Regions from separate parts of the Rattus norvegicus genome. Here regions 1 and 3 are each linked to region 2. Evidence: chromatin contacts called from public Hi-C data. All regions are on one chromosome and are shown on one strand. The core of a region is the stretch at or near the end of the contact, and the rest is flanking DNA. Distances in the headings are between cores, read along the strand shown.

Region 1 (4,406 bases), core at 1,078-3,577, 180 kb after region 2:
CTGGATTTGGTTTGTCTCACCTAAGCATCAAGATTGCAATTTCTCGCCGCTTCCTTACAAATGACCTAATTCCACTCTTCTTCATGGCTGAATAAAATTCTCCTGCAAATATAAACCACGTTTTCTTTATCATTTCATCTGTTCAGGGGGACCCAGGACGATCCCATCTCCTGGCTATTCTGAAAACAGCAGCAATAAATTTGGATCTACAAGTATCTCTGTGGTATGTTCACGCAGAGCTCTTCGGGTATATACCCAGTGGCGGTAGAGCTGGACCATATAGTAGTTATATTTTTAGTTAGGTGGTTTGCTTTTGTTTTTCGAATCTCCACATTGACTTTTGGTATTCTGAGTATTTTTTTAAAATGGTAGGCATCATGGACTGACTGCAGCCAGGACTCAGAACCTCCCACCTGAGTAGTTCTTGGTCCCAAGCAGAGCCTGCCCACTTCCAACCTTGCCAGTGGGAGAAAGCCCAGGTGCGGTGTGGGAGGACTGGTTTTTCTAGGTCCCGCTGTCTTCTTTCAGCACCGGCTCACAAGTGGGGATGTGCACAAAGGGTTCTAGGTGCGTGCCTGGGGACACATTGTGCTTTGTTCCCTTCTGTTTGTCTTCCTGCCAGAGATGTGGAAAGAGAATCAAGGCCTCCACTATCTCCTTGAGCTGGGTATTTGTGGGGGTTGCCTTGAGCCATGCAACCCGAGCAGACTCCTTGTCTTCTGCCTGCCAGCAAGAGTCCCTCTTCTGGTCGTGACAACCAACGACTGTCTAGACATTGTCAGTGTCTCCAGGGTTGAAAGACTAGAATCACCCTTGGTAAGAATGAACTACTGTTGTTTTTGAGGTATCAGAATTTGAGAGTGATAGTGAGGTCATGCCTATGAGAAAACAGGGCAAGGACAACTGTGCCGACAAGGACGTGTGAGTTGAGCCCCATCAGCAATCATTACTCTAACGGTAGTAAGTATCTGCACCTGTGGCCCAGTAGAGCGTGGTAGGGACAGTTTTAGCTTGTCAGCCAGGGCTCTGGATGGAGAGGCCATACCAGGGTGACAGGAGGAGGCAAGGCAGCATCAGAGATGCCATGAAGAGAGAAGAACGGAACCAACCTTCGGCTGATGTTGCTGACAATCTTGGGAGGGAGGGGGTTGTGAGAGGATTTGACCCCACTTCTGTGGGACTGGTCAAATGGAGAAGAGAACAGGGGATTCGGCCACTAGGAAATGCTATCACAGTTAGGAAGCAGAACAATAAATCAGTAGAGTGAGGATGGGAGGATAGCTCAGCAGTTAAGAGAAGGCGCTGCTCTTGCAGAGGACTTGAGTTCGATTCTCTGCACCACGTTGGGAATTTCACAACTGCTGTAACTGCAGTTCCAGAGATCCAACACCTCTCAGAAGGCACCTGCACGCCTGTACACAGACGTACCACTCCCCAACACAAACAACTCTTAAACCAAAGTAAACCTTTACATCAACAGGAGGAAACACAGGCAAATCCAGCTCTTCTCAGAGATCTATTTAACAATATACATAACAGCTTATTGGTTATAGATGTTAAGACGGGACTTTCAAAGCTAGGCTGCATTTCCTTGCACTCTCGTGAAACCAGTCATATTTACCTACCTTTCCCTTCTTCCTCGATAGAAGCAGAAAGGAAGGGTAAAAAGGATGAGAGAGTGTAGTTTCTGAAGTCTCTGAGGTTAGTTATTACTCCACAACCTAAGTCATGTTATTCTTGCATTTCGGTTTGGAAGGGGCCAGCATTCCACCTGTTTCTGTACAGTGTGCCCTACAGGCTGGCTATGTCTACCCGAACAAAAGGTGTTAAGGTTCCTGGGAAAACAATAGATACGAAATCTTTTCTAAGCATCTGTATAGCAGTGTCTCTGAAAACAATACCAACATACATTCCGGAGTTGGTTCGCATGCAACTGTCCCTTTTATACAGGATCATAAATGTTAAAACCAAAAGTGATATCAGATGATATCTGCCCCACCAAACATCTGCTTTAATAAGAACTGTGGCCTCTGTGCAGGGGACACGGTTCAATCTCAACTTTAATTGTGCAAGCATCTAAACACCAGGGACTTGGAGTGTGAATTTAACATGAATCAAGAAAGACTCTCTAAGCTCCCTGTTTCCACTGCTGACGTAAGTAACTGACCTGACTCTTTTACCAGCTTAGGAAGTGCACAGCTCACCCAGCGACTTCAGGTGTTTCAATGGAAATGAACCAGTTGCCACTCGGAAAAATTGTTGAACGGTGCTCAGAGAGCCCTGCACCTCTGTCTAGCTGGTGCCACTCCAGCTCTCTTATCGGGTTGCAATCAGGCTGCTTTTGGACCAGCTCAACTTTCATGTGCTTTTTTTAAGGTCATGGAAGCTGAAGGTTGGAAAAGCAAATAGAAAAGAGGGGAAAAAAACCAGACCATGTTTTCTTCAGCTTAGCGATAAGCAGGAAACCCAAAGAATGCTCTCTTTAACAGTGAGATCTCTGTAATAATACTGAATAGAAATGCAACAGAGTGACGTGGGCAGGGGTTCTGGCAGACATCCAGAAGGTTCTGCCTCATTCTCCCTGCCTTCCTTTCCTTGTCTGTGCACTGGGGAGGTGGGCAGTGACAATATGCTGTTTTTATATATTTAAAAAAACTTTACAAACACATAGGTTATCTCTGAAAGATGCATCCTTTCAAGACAAAGGCGTATCATATATTATAACATATATATCATATATATCATGTATCATATATAACATATATATATACACATATATAAACTTATTCACTTTACAGTACATTCCACTCACTGTCCCCCTCCCAATCACCATCTCCCACAATCCTTCTTCCATTCCCCCTTCTCTTCTGAGCAGGTAGGGCCTCCCTGGGTAACCCCAACCCTGACAATTCAAGTCTCTGCAAGGCTAGGTGCACCCTCTCCCACCGAGGCCAGACAAGGCAGTCCAGCTGGATGAACACAACCCACATACAGGCCACATCTTGAGAGGCAGGCGGGAAACTAGCATACGCAGCCACATTAAACCCTCCGCTGCGATTCCAAGCTCACTGCCATCCCAGTCCTGCATATGACCTTGCATACTTGACCTTACTTGTCTTCAGCCAACGTGCTCTTTAACGCTGGCAGTCAATGAAGTTTAGGGAAAGTTGCAGGTCTTTACTGGGCACTGTTTCTTTTGTCTGTCAAAGGCACAGGAGGAAGTAAGTCACCTGTGAGGCCTTCTGCCAGAGCATTCAGTAGTCAAAATGAATGAGTTGTATGTGTTAACCCACTATTCTACTCCCTTCAAATAAAGTCTCTATTCTGCTAGGAGTAAAAAATGCATAGGGGAAGACAGTGAAACAGTGTGGGTGGAGGTAGGGACTTATGAAGACTGCTGAGGGCCTTGTCTGAATTGGCGTCCTGATAGTGAAAAGACAGGTGTGGCTGGCCACAGACCCTCTCTGACCCTGTAGGTCCTACAGAGCTAGCTGATCCTTAGATGAGGGCATGAAGCACAGGGCAGCCATGGGTTCTGTCATTAGACATTCCCAAGTGGCTCAAAAAACCGCATTTGAATTTGAATGCTTGGATACATGTTAAACAATCAAAAAAAAAAAAGCATCCGGAAGTATACATATCCTGGGGGAAATGCCTATCTATTAGTTCTAAGAACACGTTTCCACAGATTGTTTCTGAAATGTTAGCAGGCAGTTTGCGAAGTAGAAGTTGTTCTGAGAGGACAAAGTGGGAAAGAGACCCATTGTTTGCTGCAGTTAGAAAGAGAATCGCATCAGTTTCATTTTCTAAGGTTTGTGAACACACGTGGTGCTGGCTGTCGTATGAGCTGTGGTATGAGGTGTGTGAACTCTCCAACCAGTAAGTCATGGGCATACCCTTGGCTGCTTCTAAGTCACGCTTGCTCTGTGGAAGAACACGCTCCCCTAGGGAAGGGTTGTGTGTGGCAGATGGATAGGCCCCGATCTTGAGCCTGGCTCCATATTTAAAGTGAAGCTCTGTAGCACTGAGCGTTTTAGTCCTGGATCCTGTTTTTCCCAGCAAAGCACGTAGACAATGCTCACTTTGTTGTTGCATTACAGGACGGATCCAGATAAGAGGAGGGATAGCATTTGTTGAGATTCCATCTCACTCAGTCAGAATGACTGACATCAAGAAAAGAAATTATGACTAGAATGTGGGGAGAGAGGAACCTCTATTCACTGCAGATGGGACTATAAACTGATGTAGCCGCTATGGAAATCAGTGTGTAGTTTTGTTAGAAAGGCTAAAAATAGAAATACCATAAGATTCACCTCCACCACTGGACATATATGTTAAACCTAAAGATGGGAGGAGAAAGACCACTGACCCAAATCATTATGGCCAAATTCATTAAGATAAGCAAA
Region 2 (4,695 bases), core at 1,699-4,198:
GCCCTTGTCTTCCTTCTCTGACTGGGAAGGGGAAATAGCAGAGTCTGGGATGAATGCTATAGTTTCCTGTCTCCTCTCTAGGTACTTGGGTGCCACAGGTCTATCACCAAGTCAGGAACAGGTCCGAGGTCTGCCTTTCCCCTCCCAGTCTACGCACTGGGAGAAAGGAGGCAGAGACCCGGACAAGCAGAATCAGGTCTGATTGAGAGCGAGGGCGGAGTATGCAGGAGGTGCTGGAGGGGAGAAAACCTTTTTCAGGAGTCTTAGGACTCTTTAGTCCCCATGCATCTGTATGTCTACTTCTGTACTCTGTAGTCTCTTGTAAGAGTCCGTTGGACTATTTTCTACGATATAGCATACCTTCCTAAGTGTGTTAGCTATTAGAAGGATCTCTGGAAAGAGTTTTCCCATATTCTTCTTTAAAGTGTCCATTTTTGGTCCTCTGATATTTTATTTGCCTGTTGGGATTAACTTATGAGTTTCCTCCAAACCAATGGGAACTCTGGAATTTTACTGAATACATGAAGTCCTGCATCTCCAGGCACATGCACTCCCAGAACTGGCGATTTGTAGAGCACTGCATTTCACAAGGTCTTCTTGGCTCTTCACCAGCTCTTATCAGTCACAGTCTCACAATACCATGGATGGGGAGGCTGTGCTCAAGCAGCCATGAAAGGCCTTGTTTATAAAAAGCTGTGATAAAGTGAGACTATCTCAGAGTTTGATATTGTTTTTGCCAGAATAGATTAATATAAACCCACAACTAGACATGGAAGCAACTGCTGTGTATTACAGTAGTAAAAACAAACCAGAAGCAGCAGCAAAACGCTGCTCTCTGCGTTTAGTACAATTCATCTGTGTCCTTACAGGGATTTGGAAGAATTTTTCTCAGACTAAGGATTGTCAATCCAATTCGCATAAGAATGGTAAGTGTTTGTGATAACATAGGTGCTAGTGAAATGGAACCGTCAGTAAAATGCTTGCGGACCTGAGTTCAAGCTTCAGAAACATGGTTTTAAAAGAGCTGGGCCTTGTCATTCCCATGTTGGGGATGAGACATGCAGATGCTAGGAGCTCACTGGCCAGCCTAGCCTATCTGATGAGCTCCATGTTGGTAAGAGATCTTATCTCAGTCAATCAGTTAATAGCATACGTAAGGTGGATCTCTGGCCCCGTGCCAGTGAGCGTGTGCGTGCGAGAACACACACGCATGTGCACACGCACACACACACACACACACACACACACACACACACTGGTTTTATGTAGACTACTCTGCTCTTAAAATCAATCTTAATCATTTGTTTTGACGTTTAATTAGGTATAACTAAAGTTGTGGTGGGAACTTATGGTAATATGACACAGATGCAATGCGTCATTTTCTGCAGCCACTCTCTTGGTCATGGAAGCCTGCTTGGGATTGAGCTGTTTCACACGTCGGTGTGTGCCGATGTCATCTAGAGATTAAGTGGGCTTTTCCCCCTACCATTGTTTACATCGCCAACGTCTTTCTCGTAAAATCCTTCAGGCATCTGCTATATGAGAAAGGAATCAGTTTGACAGTGTATTCCTAATATTTCATTTGAGTTATATTCATGTGAGACATTGATTGGAAACGTGGGACCACGGTCAATGGCAGTGACCAGAGGCAGGCCTACATATGCACAGATTAAAGCCTGTGTTTTTATTTGACTGCGCAGTCAGTTCGATGGGCCACTAATAGCTGACCCTTAATCGTTAGCATGATTCAGAAAAAAAAAAGCATCATTTTTCAAATTGGGTGTTAATTCCAAATTACTTAACAGTTTTTAGTTGCTAGTGTTCATGGGATGATAGGCTCTTTGCTCTCAAGTTAGACAAAAGAAAAATATCTTGTTCCTGTGAGACCATTCTAGGAAGTTCACGGACATGAATCAGGGGTGGGGTGGGGCTTTGAAAATGATCACAATGGAAATAGCTTCGATTGTCATTACCAGCTGGTCAGCTATCCCTGATTGATGGTTGATCCATTGGTTATCCCGAATTATCATTTGATTAGTCAGCTATTCCTGATTGTCTATTGTTTAGCCTGATTCCCAGTCAGCTTCAGGAGCTGAGTGTCAAAAACATAGGCTTCAAATACGTTCATCTTTTACCCTTGTCTTTTAGCTGCTGTGACAAGTAGCTGGGGGTGGGGATGGTCAATATGAGGGAGTGTGGGTTGTTTTGGCCTATGTTTTCAGTTCCTGGTGGGCCCCCTTCAGTGTTTCTGGGTCCGTGACTGGTATAGCTTCTTGACAGAAGGGTATGGTAGAACAGGATTGGCACAGCATGGCAGTCAGGCTGAGGATGAGGGACTCCTCCTAATTTCAGTCCCTCGGGGCTCCCAGCCTACATACAGTGCTACACACACTTAGTTTTCCCCATTAGTCAATCCTATCTGAAAACGCCTTCACAGAAGTAAAACAAAATGCTTTACTGGTCTCCTCGGCAATTCATCCTAATCAAGAGAGCCATCAAGGCTAGCCATCCCCATGAGCCTCTGAGAGCTCCTTGCATGAAGACTGGCTCGTCATTGACTTCATGGTCTCTCACAAAGTGGAGTCGAGTTCTCCACTGCCACAGAGGTGACCAAAAATGAGAGTGAAGTTTGGAGAAACAAATGCTTGTCTCCCTAAGTTTGGATTAGACTTGCCTTTGGGCAAAATTCCCTCATTAGCTTCAAATAAATGTTTTTCCACGCTGAGCAAAAAAGATTTTATACAAATCCCATTTCCCAGAACTCCCGTTGAAGAAATGGAAACTCCCTTTTGCGATGTTACAAAACAACTTCCCCAACTAAACCTGCTTTCTCCTTATTTCCCAAGTTCACTCTGCGTCTGCTAGGTGGCGCTGCAGGCTAATGCATGGGTCCCTTAGCGCCTCGCCGGAGTCTGTGAGGCTAACCCTGAGAGAAGGAAGCTGCTGCCACTGTTTCGGTCCAGGAAGGATATCAGCACTGTGAGAGGGAGGAGACATACTCTTGCCAAGACTTGACTTCTGTCAACTTAAGAATCGCTCCTCTTCTTCCGGATGGATCGTAGCTGGCATTGAAGGGGCTTCTGGATCACGTGCTTTGTAATTCTTTAGGGAAATTCTGGGGGGTCCAAGCTTGGTGAGAAAAGCTGTGGTTTTCTTTGTCCGAATTTCCAAAAGGTGTTCAGTAACTTTGGAAGAAAGATTCAAGAATGAAAGGAAGTCATCATAATTCAAAGGTTTGGGGAGGGAGAACCTCGTTGTGCCCTGCTTAAGTGATTCTGAACTGTGTAAAACAGTGGCTTTCAGACTATAATTTGCCCTGATTGGTTGTATTTTATAAAGAGCATTCTGCACCATTTTGAGAGCACTTGTCTCTGCCTCTCCTTGTGCACATAGGTACCACAACTTGTCCACTACTGCCTACAAAAGACAGACTGATAAACTTAGGTTTTAAAGTAAGAAGAGAGACCACTTACAAACTTAACGTAGTGGATTGGCACATGGGTACACTCAAACCACCTCAGAAAACTTGGTCCCAAGAGCTTATCAGACACAGCAGACAATGGAAGCATGCAACACCTTCCCCTGGATCCCACAAATGGACACCTGACTCTGGTCTCCTACTTCTCACTCAACCCTGTAGCCCAGGCTCAGCCCTACAGCAGTCGTGTAAGCTCTGCACAGGGTTCTTTAACATTTCTTCTAACAACCAGCAGTGACTCTCTTTGTATCTGTCTCCAGTAGGGTTTCTTTGAACTGCAGAACCCTGACTTGGCCTTTTGGACTCCTTTGTTGCCATTCTGTTCTCTGCATATATACGGATAGATACAATTGCTAACACTGTGTAAGGTGTGATCAAGAGTTAATATTAGTGATTAAGACTGGAATAAAGTCATTCATGTTTGCCCATGGGCAGCCACCAAAGGACATCAGGACTATTTGGCAAACTGCACCCAACTACAACAGCACGACCTATGAATTTATGGTCACTCAATAAACTGTGACACTGCAAAAAGACATGAACCTGTCTGTCTGTGTTTCTGACTTAGTGTTCTCAAGTGTACCAAGGCCCAATCTTCTGAACAAGGTCTGAGTTGGGAGGTGGAGGGTGCAGGGTGGAGGTTGGAGGGTGGAGGTTGGAGGGTGGAGGGTGGAGAGTAGAGGGTAGAGGGCAGAGATTCCAACTTTGGTCTTTTCCTAAGCAACTGATGCTACCCTGCTGCAGCAGGACGAGGGACACCCTTTCTTACCCTCTGCAGCTTTCAGAGCCCGCTACTGTTGGCTTCTGGTAAAGCATAGAGGTATAGGTCCCAGGAGCCCTGTGTGGTCTGGAGGACCCTAGGGTACCTAGTGACTTAAAAGAACTCCTTTCCCACATTGATGAGGCCTGAGATTACTGACCTTTATGGATTAAAGACTTCTTTAAATATATATTATGAAATATACAATATAAATATAATAAATGTAAAACGAGAAGGTTTAACTGGAGAAGCTGGAGAAAGAATCTATGGCCAGATGGCAGTGGTCAGGAAAAAACATGGGAGAAACAGGGTTTTGGTGAGGCTAGGGAGGCAGGGTGCTCACTCAAGAGGAGACCACAAAGACATTTGTTGCCTAGGCAGCAGGGTGCCCCAAAATGCTTGTGTGTCGTCTGTGCATGTGTCCAGGGGTTCGTGCTCAGGCCTTTTCCTGCCCCCT
Region 3 (4,706 bases), core at 1,900-4,399, 240 kb after region 2:
CTGCCTGCTGCTTACCGGCAGAGGTGGCTTGCTAGACATACCCGGAGATCGTAGAATGACGGAGACTAAACGTCCTTAAGAGTTTTGTTTTATAAATTATATGGGTCGGGGGAAAAAATTCCAGGGTACCCTGACAGAGCATTGTTTCTTGTCTTTGGGAAATAATTTGAGGTTTTAAAAGAAAAATCATCCATTCATTTGTGCGTGAGCATGCACATGTTGGGTGCATGCCACAGCGCATGCGCGGAGGTCAGAGGCCGACTCTCAGGAGCGTCTTCTCCTTCCATCATTGCGGTTCCAGGGATTGAACTCAGGTGCTCAGGCTTGGTGGCACCTGCCTTTGCCTGCTTAGATGCAAATGCTCATTGTGTGTATGTGTGTTTTTTTTTTTTTTTTCCTCTTTGGAAGTCTTTTTTCCCCTTCTGTTGTTGTCTTGAGTAGTCCAGCAATACATTTTTCAAGGTTAGGTCTGTGTGACTCATTCAGTGGTGGGTGTGTCTGTTTTGCCAAGCACTGGACAGGCCACAGTGCCCCAGGTACAGGTGCCCTTGCCCCTTGAATGACCCCAGGAGCAACCACGGGCACTGCAGAGCCAGGAGGTCACTAAGGTAAGGTAGCAAGCAGCCGATCCTGGCCTCCTGTCCTGTACTTTCAAAAGAAAGCATGCGATGTTACTTTCCAGTGAACACAAACACTGCCATCTGCCTGTTCAACCTGCTGGATGAGCCTCAGCTCCGTTACTTCACCTTGTTGACACTGACGGATGACATCTATTGAAACTTCGGGGACACTCTCTCAGGCTTCTAGGCTGAAAACTGCTATTGCATCTTCTGCGAAGGGCACGCTTCTGCAACGGGGAGGGAGGGCTCGTGCTGTTTTGAAATTTATCTTTTGTAAAGTCTCCGAGCCCTTCCTAATAAATCCAGGATGTGTGGCATTTATGCATCTTTTGAGTGAGAAATTCCAGCATGTATCTTCCCAGGGGACAAGGGCAATGGTGCCTGCACCTGAGAGTATGTGCAGCTGCCTAGCTTTAATGAACTGTGGAGGGACAAGAGACTTCAACGTCGGTAACAGTTGTGGACCGCACACGATCTGTGGATCTGCAGTATACATGTCAGGCTCTATGATAAAAGTGGAGAGTCAGTCCTCACAAAAGGTACCTGCGTGACAAATGCTGACCTTACATTTCATTCCCTCCTAAGGCTAAGTAAAAGAAGACAATGTCATGAATCGTGGACGTTGTGTCCCCCCATGGGAGGTCATAGACATAGGTAGGGGACAGCAGCAAGGTCCACGTTTTATCGTACGTCATGCTCCCATCTATGGCATTGCTTCCCACAGCCCACCGCAGTCCCTGCTCCTATGGTGGACCTAGCATGCTTCTTTCTCCTGGGGTGCGGGCTGCTTTCCAGAATTTCTCCTGGTGAGAGGCGAGGCGTGTGCGATGGTGCATAGACGGCAGCTGCACTGTGCTGGCACGAAGACGCAGACTGTTGGCCAAGTATAGGATGGAGCAACGCTGTCCTCAAGGCCAGGATCAATGAAATCACAGAGGACTCTGTTCTGGAACTTTCCAGCTCAGAGCGGGCAAAGCCACGCGTGCTGTCAGTGTGTGGCAAAGGCTGTATTGTTGGGGTCGATACTTGTGAGAGGTCCTTAGGTCACTGTCTTGTGGGGCAGTGGTTCCCCTTTACTCTTCTGCTTCCCGATGTGATGTGAGTTGGTTTGCCCCTCCACATGCCCCCCACCATAGTGTTTTGCCTCATTGTACACATATAGCAAAGGGTCCTATGGACACAGACCTTTAAAACGGTGGCAGTAAACCAACGTCATGCGTTGGTTTCCTTTGATGTTTTGTGACTGACAGAAAGTTAACACAGGAACCTGTAAGGAAAGATGGACTCTGGAAAACTCCAGAGCAGCACAGCTGATTGTCGGCCCGAGGATTTGGGGCCAATATTTACAGGGTGTCTGGATGCAGGGTTCGTTTTTAAATATCAAGAGGCAAGGTCATGAAGGACTAGCATTAAACTATAGGATTTCCTCATCTATATTTTCCCACATCCCATAATGTGGGTCATGTTGGACATTCAGTTTCCTCCCCCCCATTTAGTAACACGGCCTCCAGTAACGTTCCCTGTAGTTAGCTCCTGGTTTTGCCAGGGAAGGGTGTGGTGCTGGCATTGACTGAGTTCAGGTGAGGACCCTCTACTCTAATCATCACTGAGGTGTTGATGGATGGGGAAGCTCCCATCCTCCAACTGGAAATCAGAAAGATTGGGATATCATGATCCCTTCTGAGCACACACCTAAAATGACTGGCAGACTCGCGAATCTCACCTCTCAAAAGTTCCATTTTCTAATACTACCAGCCCCAAGACCTTGGCAGCCAGTCACAGCCGACCCCTGGGGGATGTTAGCCCTCAAACCACAGCTTCTGGTGACTTTCCTAAGCCAGAAATTAAAGACGTTGGTATAGTTTTTATCATTTTGTTCCAACCAAGTAGTCAGAAAAATACTTGTTCGTTTTATTAGATGCCATTTCTTTACTGGGATTTTTTTTTTTAATTCTGCATCTACATCTGTACATTTTTAGAATTTGAACTATCTTTAGATACAATAGATACAGTATTAATTCCAGTGCTTGGGTATCAGGAAGGTAGATTAGTGCGGCTCTGAGTTTGGTTTGCATAGTGAGTTCTAGGGTAGTCAGGGCTGTATAGTGAGACTCTGTCTCGATATAGATAAATAAATAAATAAATAAATAAATAAATAAGGGAACTATCTTTTAAAATTACATGGGTAAAATACTTTATACAATTTGAGAAAGCTTGGAGACTAATCCTTTTAAAGTTTTAGTCTCAACCTTTAGAGGTAACTGCATATGGTATGATATTATATATGATAGATTAATTTCTGGGCATAATCAGACCTTTGTACTGGCCAGTTTTATGTCAACTTGACACAAGCTAGGGTTATCAGAGAGGCAGGTGCCTCAGTTGAGAAAACACCTCTGTAAGATCCAGCTGTAAGGCAACTTAATCAGTAACCAATGGGGGACGGCCCAGCCCATTTGTGGGCGGTGCCACCTGGACCGTGTGGTTCTGGGTTCTATAAGAGAGCAAGCTGAGCAAGTCAGCCACCAGTAGCAAGCCAGCAAGCAGCACTCCTCCATGGCCTCTGCATCAGCTCCTGCTTCCAGGATCGTTCCCTGGGTGAGTTTTGATGATGATCTGTTGTATGGAACAGTGAGTGAAATTAACTCCTTCTTCCCAGGTTGCTTTTGGTCATGGCATTTCATCACAGCAATAGTGACCTTCACTATGGTAGGTATATATTTAGTATACCATGCCTCTGGGTATTTTAAGCTGTGGTTGGAACATACACAGTTACATGGCTCTTGTAATATGACTTAAAAATGTAACTTGAGTTAATCATCCTCCATGATTCACAGTTATGCATAACGTTTCTTTTATAAAGTCATTGTGTTGGGCGTACCTCCTCCATACCTGCTGGGGGCTATGGCACTGAGGAGGAGGGGTGGGTCTTACCCCGGAAGCTTTCCTGCCTCTTAGGGAGCAGCAGGCAGTAAACAAGAATTGCATGTCCAGATCTCAGTGAGTGCTCTAAGGATAGGAAGCTGGGTGCGGTAGTGTAGAGCGAGGAGGGGAGGTGCCAGGGCTTCTGGGAGGTCAGTAGGGGACACTCCTTCTTTCCCTGGGTGATGGGAGAGGACTCCCTGAGCAAGTAAGTTCTAACCCAAAACCCAAATGGCACATAGGACTGGAGGAGAGGTCAGGGAAGGATGCTCCTGAGGGGGTCCAGACCTGGTGAATAGGAGGAACAGAAGGACCCCATGGTGGCTGAAAGGAGAGTGAGATGTTGGAAGGGGAATGGGATTGCTCAGGAACATGGGAGAGAAAGTAGAGGGTGTTTATAAGAATTGACCCCACTTTTACGTGCACAGTGACAGGGTCTGACGGATATTTTTGGATGGTGACTGTGTCTGCCCTGTGGAAAGTGTGTGGGGAGCAAGGATGGAGGCAAGAGGATGCTTCGCTGACTAATAGCTGTGCAGGCGAGAGGTGGCCAACTGGGGCTAGCAGCAGGGATAGTGGGCAGTGTCTCCTTTGAGAGCTGAGGAAGCTGTAGCCGCCAGACATGCAGAGGAGGCGAAGGCTGCCGTGCAGGAAGGGCTGAATCAAGGTCTGCCCTCGGAGATTTGCTGCCTCTGCTTTGGGGGGAGGCTGAGACGGGATCCTCGTTGGTTGAACTGTGCTCACTAAGGTGATCCTCCTGTTCTGCCCTCCCGGATACCGAGGGTAGAGGCATGAAGCACCATACCTGGCTTACGGTTTCTGGGAGCCATTTTTGGGACGTGTCTGTACTGTTTTCGATAGACCGAAGATTAAGGAAGAATAAGTCAGGGGGGCTGTGAATCAAGAATCTGTTTTGCGTGTGAGCTGAAAATGTCTGAGACGTGCAAGAAACAAATTGTGCTTACATCTGGAGACAGAACTGGTGGGAGCTATATAAAACGTTTGGTGGGGAGGGACCAGAATCAGTTTTAAATGAATGTAGGTTTTACTTAAATTAGCATTAAGTTCTTAAATTTTTAAGAGTGAAGCAAGAGATGGACCAGAATGCTTATGGAGGTCGGACCTTCAGTGGGCCTTAGTGACAGTCACTCTGGTCTTCACTGA

Evidence for each region. Hi-C and Micro-C count contacts between places; a contact is called where the count stands out from the background.
Region 1: a contact with region 2 is called in a Hi-C map of mammary epithelial cells, with 2.0 times the contacts expected there. The contact joins two enhancer-like sites. A contact is called at or near these places in 5 of 12 Hi-C or Micro-C datasets (kidney, liver, mammary epithelial cells and 1 more).
Region 3: a contact with region 2 is called in a Hi-C map of kidney, with 4 times the contacts expected there. The contact joins the promoter of Lifr here to the enhancer-like site in region 2. A contact is called at or near these places in 9 of 12 Hi-C or Micro-C datasets (the Rat2 cell line, Schwann cells, frontal cortex and 5 more) and 1 of 1 datasets of contacts at active chromatin or transcription factors (oligodendrocytes).

Annotation. Positions count from the first base shown.
Region 1 is chr2:57,897,629-57,902,034 of GRCr8, forward strand. No RefSeq gene overlaps it. Among named protein-coding and RNA genes, the nearest start is that of Lifr, 64 kb to the right of the region's middle. Within about 2 kb of position 2,328, at least 4 of the 93 cell types and tissues checked have an H3K27ac peak or open chromatin away from gene starts, as enhancers often do.
Region 2 is chr2:57,718,918-57,723,612 of GRCr8, forward strand. No RefSeq gene overlaps it. Among named protein-coding and RNA genes, the nearest start is that of Osmr, 33 kb to the left of the region's middle. Within about 2 kb of position 2,949, at least 28 of the 93 cell types and tissues checked have an H3K27ac peak or open chromatin away from gene starts, as enhancers often do. A contact at or near this core is called in kidney, where this site is marked.
Region 3 is chr2:57,960,240-57,964,945 of GRCr8, forward strand. It overlaps Lifr (LIF receptor subunit alpha), which reads left to right and starts at 3,150. Exons shown (of 20, transcript NM_031048.1): 1 at 3,150-3,218.